Regions from separate parts of the Sus scrofa genome. Here region 1 is linked to region 2. The links are chromatin contacts, called in public Hi-C maps. All regions are on one chromosome and are shown on one strand. The core of a region is the stretch at or near the end of the contact, and the rest is flanking DNA. Distances in the headings are between cores, read along the strand shown. Region 1 has its middle 38 kb from the start of IER3. Region 2 holds the start of DHX16 (DEAH-box helicase 16).

Evidence for each region. Hi-C and Micro-C count contacts between places; a contact is called where the count stands out from the background.
Region 1: a Hi-C map of alveolar macrophages shows a contact between it and region 2, with 2.6 times the contacts expected there. The contact joins the enhancer-like site here to the promoter of DHX16 in region 2. A contact is called at or near these places in 12 of 47 Hi-C or Micro-C datasets (alveolar macrophages, embryonic fibroblasts, fetal heart ventricle and 8 more) and 2 of 2 datasets of contacts at active chromatin or transcription factors (alveolar macrophages and skeletal muscle).

What each region holds. Positions count from the first base shown.
Region 1 is chr7:23,302,294-23,306,918 of Sscrofa11.1, forward strand. No RefSeq gene overlaps it. Among named protein-coding and RNA genes, the nearest start is that of IER3, 38 kb to the left of the region's middle. Within about 2 kb of position 2,063, at least 5 of the 83 cell types and tissues checked have an H3K27ac peak or open chromatin away from gene starts, as enhancers often do. A contact at or near this core is called in alveolar macrophages, where this site is marked.
Region 2 is chr7:23,204,891-23,209,557 of Sscrofa11.1, forward strand. DHX16 (DEAH-box helicase 16) reads right to left here and starts at 2,983. Exons shown (of 20, transcript NM_001123106.1): 1 at 2,777-2,983; 2 at 795-1,045; 3 at 300-462; 4 at 1-15. The coding sequence starts at 2,983.

The sequences.
Region 1 (4,625 bases), core at 813-3,312, 96 kb after region 2:
AAAGACATTCAGTTCAGCAGCATTAAGTACATTCACACTGTGGCCATCACCACCATCCAACTCCAGAGCTTTTACATCTTGTTCAGCTGAGGAAACTGAAATTCTGTACCCAGCAAACGGTATCTTCTCATTCCCCCCTCCCCCCAACTTCTGGCAACCACCATTCTGCTTTGTCTCTATGCATTTAATTACTCTTATAAGTGGACTCGTATAATATTTAATCATTTTGTGACTTTTTTTCTTTTTAAGGCCACACCTGTGCCATGTGGAAGTTCCCAGGCTGGGGGTCAAATCAGAGCTGCAGCTGCAGGCCTACACCACAGCTCCCAGCAACACCAGATCTGAGCCACATCTTTGACTTATGCCACAGCTTAGAGCAACACCAGATCTCCAACCCACTGAGCAAGGCCAAGGATCAAACTAGCACCCTCACAGAGACAGTATCGGGTCCTTAAGCTGCTGAGCCACAAAGGGAACTCTGCATCTTTTCACTTTCTAATTGGTGTCCTTCAAAGCGTAAAAGTTTTAAATTTTGATGAAGTCCCACATATCTATTTTTTCTCTTGTTATTTGTCATTTGGCGTCATAGCCAAGAAACCATTACTTAATCCACGGTCACAAAGATCTGAGCCCATGTTTTCTTCCAAGAGGTTAACAGTTTTGGCTCTCACTTTTAGGTCTTTGATCCATTCTGAGTTAATTTTTTTTTTAATGCACCTGTGGCATATGGAAGTTCCCTAGCCAGGGATAGAACCCATACCGCAGTTACCGCCTTTGCCACAGCTGCGGCAACACCAGATCCTTAACCTGCTGTGCCACAGGGGGGACTTCCATGATTTTCTTATATGGTGTGAGATAGGGCCTCACCTTCATTCTTTTGCATGTAGACATCAGTTGTCCCAGTGTTAGTAAGCCTTTTCACAGATGAAGAAATGGTGGAGTTCCCGTCGTGGCGCAGTGGTTAACGAATCCGACTAGGAACCATGAGGTTGTGGGTTCCGTCCCTGCCCTTGCTCAGTGGGTTGACGATCTGGCGTTGCCGTGAGCTGTGGTGTAGGTTGCAGACGCGGCTCAGATCCCGTGTTGCTGTGGCTCTGGCATAGGCCGGTGGCTACAGCTCCGATTCAACCCCTAGCCTGGGAACCTCCATATGCTGTGGGAGCGGCCCAAGAAATAGCAAAGACAAAAAAAAAAAAAAAAAAAAAAAAAAGAAAAAGAAATGGTAAGCTCCATGAGAAAAAGGAGGACAGTGCCTGGTTTTGCTCACCATTGTCTCCTCAGGATTCACTTAGCCCCATGCCTGATACATATAAGATGCTCAATAAATAGCAGGCTGAGCAAATACATATATGAGTGACAGTCCCAGAGAGGTTAAATGACTTTTGTAGGTCAGTCAGCTGAAAGTGGCCACATATTGTTCAAATCCCAGGATTTTCATTCATTTCTAATGAAGAGCTTTCATGCTTCTAAGTTTCTGAAACTTTCTCGAGTTGTCAAAAGCTCTTTACCACAGAAGCCAGATTTCTCCAAGCTTCATTTGCTGCCTCTTCCTGTGTCATTCCAATAATTCCATTGTCTGTGAACAGTCAAACTTCTCAAGCCTGGCGATCCTCAGGTCCTTTCTGCCTCTGCCTCCCCTCCGCCAGCCACAGAACCAAAGACTTCCTTCTACGGCTGTTTTATAGTTGAAAAGTTTTCCTAGATACCTAACCGCAGCTCCTGCTACACAATTTTACCATAAATCCCCATGAGTGTTTGTATCTCATGGGACAGGGTTTGGGGTGGGAGGCATTTGGGTGTGCAAGAAACTTTGTGTGCTCTGTGCTGCATGAAGCACAGCCTTCTGAAAGCCTACTGGCCTTCCCCTAGTCCTGACATGGTGCCCCCTTCGTGGACTGTGGTTCAGATTCTAGAGCTTGCCATCTAAGAGGAGAATGAAGCCAGGTGGCATAAACCCCACGTACAGAACATTTAGAAGGACTTACCTCTTTGGGGATGAGGACAAGGGAGAGCCCTAAAGAGAGAAATAGCTATGCCCTATCAAAATTTCCAAAATTAAACCCTGAACTGTAGGGGGGGGTTGAATGACCAGCCCCCACTCTGACAGTTGAGTTTGGGCTCCCCCTGTTGGACCCTTTGAAAAATAATTATTTGAACTAGTACAGGAAAAATTAAAATAATGATGGGGGGCTAAAGAAAGATTTATTGACAACTTGCTATATGTTAGACACTTTATCTATGCATCCTTGTATCCTTGTATCCTCAGAGTAATACTATAGGTGGGTTTTATCAATCCTAAGTTGCAGAGTTGGAAGCTGGAACACACCCAGAGTCACGAAGATTTGAACCCAGAGCTCTCCTGACTCCCTAAAGTCATACTCTTTCCAAGGCTCTAAGCCAGGGAAGCCGCGGCAGAAATGGCCTGCAAGGGTCTCTCTCTCCTTTCACTTCTACCAGGTCTATTGCTTGATTTGTCAAGACGTCTCAAGCGCCCAGAGATGTTCTGGGAATCCTCCAACTGTATGCTGGAGCCAGCTCAGCCGGGCTGGGGGGAGTGACTGTTAAGTATTTACTAATTTTACAAGCTGGTTGTTAAACCTTTGGTAACTGGAAATCAATTGTGGTAGGAGAGAGTATTTATACTGTGGAAACAACCAGGGATTTCCCCCAATCCCTAGTCCCCTAAACTGATTACCAGCACGTTACACTAACCGGAACTCTCCTCTAAGGTCAGCAATGCCTCTTACAGAGACTTAACTTTGAGGCCCAGACTGAGGGTTGAGGATGACAAGATCTGCCTCCAGTGGTCACAAATTTCAGCTGTAGACTGAGGAAGGATAGACAATGTGTTGGAAAATGAGGGAGTGTGGGCACATAGGAGAGAGAAAAAATATTGTTATTAACATGTAGACAAGAGTTCCTGCTGTGGAGTAGTGGGTTAAGAATCTGACTGCAGGGAGTTCCCATCATGGCTCAGTGGTAATGAATCTGACTAGTATTCATAAGGATGTGGGTTCGATCCCTGGCCTCGCTCAGTGGGTTAAAGTATCTGGCGTTGCCATGAGCTGTGGTATAGGTCCCAGATACGGCTTAGATCCCCGGTTGCTGTGGCTGTGGTGTACGTCAGCAGCAATAGCTCTGATTCAACCTCTAGCCTGAGAACTTCTTTTTAGGGCACCTTTGGTCCTAAAAAGAAAAAGGAAAAAAAAAAAGAAAAAAAGAAAGAAAGAATCCTACTGCAGCAGCTTGTGTCGCTGCTGAGGTACAAGGTTCAATTCCTAGTCTGGTGCAGCAAGTTAAAGGGTCCCGCGTTGACACAGCTGCTGTGTAGGTCACAGCTGTGACTTGGATTCAATCCCTGGCCAGGAACTTCCATATGCCATGGTTGTGGCCATTAAAAAAAAAAAGTTCCTGCTGTGAGGCAGACAGTTAATGATCTGGCTTGTCTCTGTGGAGGCTCCAGTTCCATCCCAGGCCCGGCCCAGTGGGTTAAGGATTCAGCATTGCTGCAGTTGTGGTGTAGGTCACAGCTCTGGCTTGGATTTGATTCCTGCCCTGGGAACTTCTATATGCCTCGGGGGCCACCAAAAAAGAAAAACAAACAAAAGCCATATAGGCAAGGTACTAACTTTAAAAAAAACCCTGAAACTGTAACTTTATGTTTATTTATTTTCTATTCATTATACTGTAAAAATGAAGTATAATTGACTTACATTACATTAGCACCTTTTTTTTTTTTTTTTTTCGGCTATGTTCATAGCATGTGCAAGTTCCTGGGCCCGGGATCAAACCTGCCACACAGCAGTGACCCAAGCGGCTGCAGCGATGACATTGGATCCTTAACCTGCTGCACCACAAGAGAACTCCAGCACATTTTTGTGTATGGAATGGATGAGCCACAGGGACCTGCTCTGTAGCACAGGGAAATCGACTCAATGTTCTGTGATGGCCTATACAGGAGTGGGTGTGCGTATATGTACATGTGCAGCCGAATCACTTGGCTGTATAGCAGAAATGAATACAACACTGAAAATCAACTATACTTCAATATTTATATATTTATTTAGCTTTTTAGGCCGCACCTGTGGCATATGGAGGTTCCCAGGCTAGGGGTCAAACTGGAGCTACAGCTGCTGGGCTACACCACAGCCACAGCTACGCAGGCAGGATCCGAACCCTGTCTGCGACCTGCACCACAGCTCACGGCAATGCCGGATTCTTAAGCCACTAAGCGAGACCAGGGATTCGTTTCCACTGTGCCACGACAGGAACTCCTCAACTATACTTCAATAAAATTAAAGAATTATATTAGTTTCAGGTGTACCAACATAGTGATTTGATGTTTTTATACATTACAGAATGATCATCAGCAAGTACCACCATTTATAATCACGGGGATTTGGGAGGAGGAGTTGTAGGTTGTCATTAAGTGTTTTTGCCTTTCAGAGCAGTGGAGGAGGAGAGCCAATTCATTCAGAAACAGGAAAGTGCCCTGGACTGGGGGTGGGGAGCTCTGACAGAACAGAGGAGGGGAGAGCTCTTCTGCGAAGGAAAGATGACTTTGGGCCTTGAGGTAAGGTCTTAGGGTGGGAGGCAGTTGGTGGTCAGTTCCTGACCCTGAGAGA
Region 2 (4,667 bases), core at 1,733-4,232:
AGCCTCTTCATAAGCCTAGGAGAAGAAGGCAAGAGGCCCAGAGAGGACTTTGTGAGGCCCAAAGTCCCCACACCCATTCTCTTTCTAGAATCCCCAGGCTCAGTCAGGTGTTCTCCAGCACAAAGAAATGTCCCCCCTCACTGAGGACTCTCTGTGGCTACAGGTCCAGCAGAGAGCCTTCTCAGCCGGAAGACGCCACTGGAGGCAGCTCCTGTCTTCCGAAAGGTCACTTTCTGCAATCACACCAAACCTCAGACGCAACTTCCTGGGGATTTATGGAACGTGCTGCTCCTACAAACCTTCTTGTCTGAGCGCTCCAGGACGTTGCGAGTTCGATCCTTGTCCCGCTGCCTAACCCGCTCCGCAAACGCATCCCGTTCCTCCAGGTCCTGAAGGCGCTCTCGCTCTGTCCGCTCCCACTCATCCTCCGACTCTGGCTTCTCCGTCTGTGGTTTATTCCCCCTGCAACCCAGCCCAGAGGATTAGTTAAGGGCATCCCGAGGCCTGCTGTCGCATTATCCACCCGCCCCATCCTCTCACCCCCCACTTTTGGTCTTTTTAGGGCCACCGCACCCATGGCACATGGAAGTTACCAAGCTAAGGGTCCTACACCACGGCATGGCAACTCGGGATCCAAGCCACGTCTGTGACCTACACCACAGCTCACAGCAATGCCAGATCCTCAACCCGCTGATTGAGGCCAGAGATCGAACCCGTGTCTTCATGGATACTAGTCGGGTTGGTTACCACTGAACAAGAATAGGAACTCCTCTCTCACCCTACTTCTGACTTACCCTGTAGTCTTCTTTCCTTTCTCAGGAACTTCTTCCTCCTCTTCTTCCTCCTCTTCCTCCTGACGTTTCTTCCTGAGGTGTTTCCGTTTTTTCCGCTTCTTCTGGAGACTGCTCCCAGCCCTGCCTACAGCCTCCTCACTGCTCTCCTCACTGTCCTCCAGCAACCTGTAGGATCGGTTCTTTTCCAGCAAGGCTCGGGCCTCTCGCTCAGCTGCCCGAGCTGGCTTTTCTGCCACTGCCTTCCGTGGGACCTGTCAGAAGAGGAGAAGACAAGGGGGTGTGGGCAACTCCCGATCCCTGCCTACCTACTCAGCCCTGCTCCTAATTTAAGGAGTAATTTGTTTTTTGTTTTTTTTGGTCTTTTGAGGGCCGCACCTGAGGCATATGGAGGTTCCCAGGCTAGGGGTCCAATCAGAGCTACAGCTGCCGGCCTATACCACAGCCACAGCAACACGGGATCCGAGCCACGTCTATGATCCATACCACAGCTCATGAATCCTTAACCCACTGAGCGAGGTCAGGGTTCGAACCCGCATCCTTGTGGTTGCCAGTCAGAGTCGTTAACCACTGAGCCATGACGGGAACTCCAGGAGTAACTTGATCTTCAACTGGCCTTCATTCTCTCCCTTCCCCAAGACCTTGCACCAGGCCCACCTGCCTGAATGGGACCGCTCAGCTTCTAAACTTCTTTTCAGTAATTCATTTAACAAACATTCATTAAAGCCTGTCCTGTGCACCCACTGCTAGGCATTAGGGATACTGGGATACATTAAGAGAAAAATCCTTATCCTCATGGAGTTTACATTCTCAAACAGTTCTCAACTGTTCTGCCTCCCTTCTTTCCAATGACTAAGTCATTCCCATACAAGGGAGTTCCAGTTGTGGTCAGTGGTTAATGACTCTGACTGGCAACCATGAGGATGCGGGTTCGACCCTGGCCTCGCTCAGCGGGTTAAGGATATGGCGTTGCCTAGAGCTGTGGTGTAGGTTACAGACGTGGCTCAGATCCTGTGCTGCTGTGGCGTAGGCCAGCAGCTGTAGCTACAATTGGATCCCTAGCCTGGGAACCTCCATATGGTGCAGGTGCAGCCCTGAAAAGATGAAAGACAAAAAAAAAAAAAAAAAAAAATGTCATTCCAACACAAGGACTGACAAACTGACAAGGATTGTTTTGCAGAAGCCTGTCACGTGCCTGGCACTGTACCAGACTCCAAGGATACAGTGGTGAACAGATTAACAAAAAGCCCTGACCCTCACATCACAATGTTCTAATTTCATCTCTCACTAAGCACCTTGTAGGACGGATGCATCAGGTTATCTGCCATCCTGTAAACAAGCTCAATACTTTCATTCTTTTTTCTTTTTAGGGGCACACCTGTGGCATGTAAAGTTCCCAGCCGGGCTAGGGTCTAATGGGAGCTATTGCTGCCGGCCTGAACCACAGTCACAGAAAGGGAGGATCTGAGCCGGTGTCTGCTACCTACACAACCCACGGCAACACTGGATCCTTTAACCCACTGAGTGAGGCCAGAGATGGAACCTGTGTCCTATTAGTCGGGTTTGTTACCGCTGAGCCACGACAGGAACTCCCCACACATTTCTTCTATAACCGCACTACTCAAGGTGTGGTCTGTGGACCATCAGCATCACCTGGAAACTTGTTAGATTTCGAAATGAAGAAACGAAGAATCCTTTCCAGACCTACTGAATTAGAAGCAGCATTTTAACAAAAGCTCTAGAGGAATCCTACACCTGTTAAAAGTTTGAGAACACTGCTCTATACCGCTTAACCCAACGTACTTAAGCCGTCCTCAACCCGCAGGCGATAACGGACAAAGGATAAACGCCTGTTAACTGAGTTAACTTAATTCTCCAAACGCGCGTCCAGCCCAGCCTCACTGGGACAAACAACCTGGGGACCCCTTCCCTGCTCCACCCCCTCTCCTATTTCTCCCACGCCGGGGCCCCGCCCCTCTAGGCACCTTGTTCCAGAGTTTCAGGGCGAAGTCCCGGGCTGGCCCGCTGAGGTCCAGGGTATCAGTGTCTCGCAGGCGCTGCACAAACTCTTCCGCAGAGGCGCAGCGCTGTGCGGTACCGATCAGGAACTGGGCCACGTGCCGCTCGCTCAGCCCCAGCACCGAGTGCAGCTCGTCCTGCACCCAGCGCTCCAGCCCAGCCGGCGTCGCCATGGCGACCTATGCTCCTTATTCCTGGCCCTGAAAGTATCTCCAGCAGCCACGCTGGCGACCGGGCGGGTCGGAGGCCTGGAGCCCCGGGCTGGAACCTCTCCTCCCCAAAGAAGCTGCCTTAGCACTTCGGGGTTCGGTTGCTGACAGTCCAAAGCAATCTTCCCGGACCCCGGAGGCCGGAAGTGGTCCACTTTTCCGGCCTAAGCACTACGGTGGCTGAACGGGCCCAAATCTCGCGGAAGTGTACGGGATAAAAGTTTCATTTCCTCCCTTAGTTAATCTCTCTGCCTCCCCCACCACGTTGGTGATTTGTAGGTATTTCATTCAGCAAATGCTAAGATCCTAATATGCGTTAGGTACAGTTTCAGTCCCCGGGGATATAGCAAAAATCAATCCGAAACGAATCCCGTGATGAATTTACAGAGGCTGCGGGGGAGGGGGAAATTTACATGTAAATTAAACATGTAGGAGTTCCCGTGGTGGCGCAGTGGTTAACGAATCCGACTAGGAACCATGAGGTTGCGGGTTCGGTCCCTGCCCTTGCTCAGTGGGTTAACGATCCGGCGTTGCCGTGAGCTGTGGTGTAGGTTGCAGACGCGGCTCGGATCCCGTGTTGTTGTGGCTCTGACGTAGGCCGGTGGCTACAGCTCCAATTCGACCCCTAGCCTGGGAACCTCCATATGCCGCGGGAGCGGCCCAAGAAATAGCAAAAAGACAAAAAAATAAAAAAATAAAATAAACATGTAAATTCTATGAAACCAAAAATAACGCAAGGTTTGTGAGTGTGTGTTTGCGGGAGGGCGGTGAAGTCCATTTCAAATTAGAAGATCGGTCCACTTATTACAGATTCGCCCGTGCTGATTAGGAGTGACCTTTGCTAGGACTGATACTTTCTGCAGAAATGAATATAGGTTAAGCATAAGGCAGGACTCTAGGTAGGAAGAAATTTGGGATCTGAAGGAAAAAACTCAGTGCCTTCTCAGAAAGTTATTTTAGAAGATCTCCAAACTAATGCACAAAATGTATTTTGCTTTTTTTTTCTTTCCTGACAGCTTGAGAGATTGATCAGTGGCTACTTAATTTTTTTTGGCCACGCCCAAGGCATTTGGAAGTTCCCTGTGCCTGGATCTAACCTGCTGCACAGCAGTACAAGGCCAGATCCTCACCCGCTCGAATCAGGGAACTCCACCGTCTGCTTAACTTCATTTTTCATCGATTTTTAGGTCCATACTCGCGGCATATGGAGGTTCCCAGGCTAGGGGTCAATCGGAGCCACAGCTGCCGGCCTGCACCACATCCCCAGCAACGCTGGATCCAAGCCGCGTCGGTGACCTATGCCACAGCTCAGGACAACGCCAAATCCTTAACCCACTGAGCGAGGCCAGGGATCAAACCGCAATGGTTTCTAGTCGGATTGTTTCTGCTGCGCCACAGCGAGGAACTCCAAGCGCTGCTTAATTTTAAATAAGCAGAACTTGTTGCTTGACTTTGCTATCTGACCTCTTTTTGATACTGCTTCATACTTTTACAATTAATCGGATTTATCAGACACAACTGTTGGGAAACAAAACATTTCTTATTCCAATTAACAGCCACAGGTAGCTCCACATCATTGATTTCTTGGATCACTGTTTTCTGTTTCTAAAATGAACCCTAGGCACCCCTGGCATCTCAGAGCTTTCTG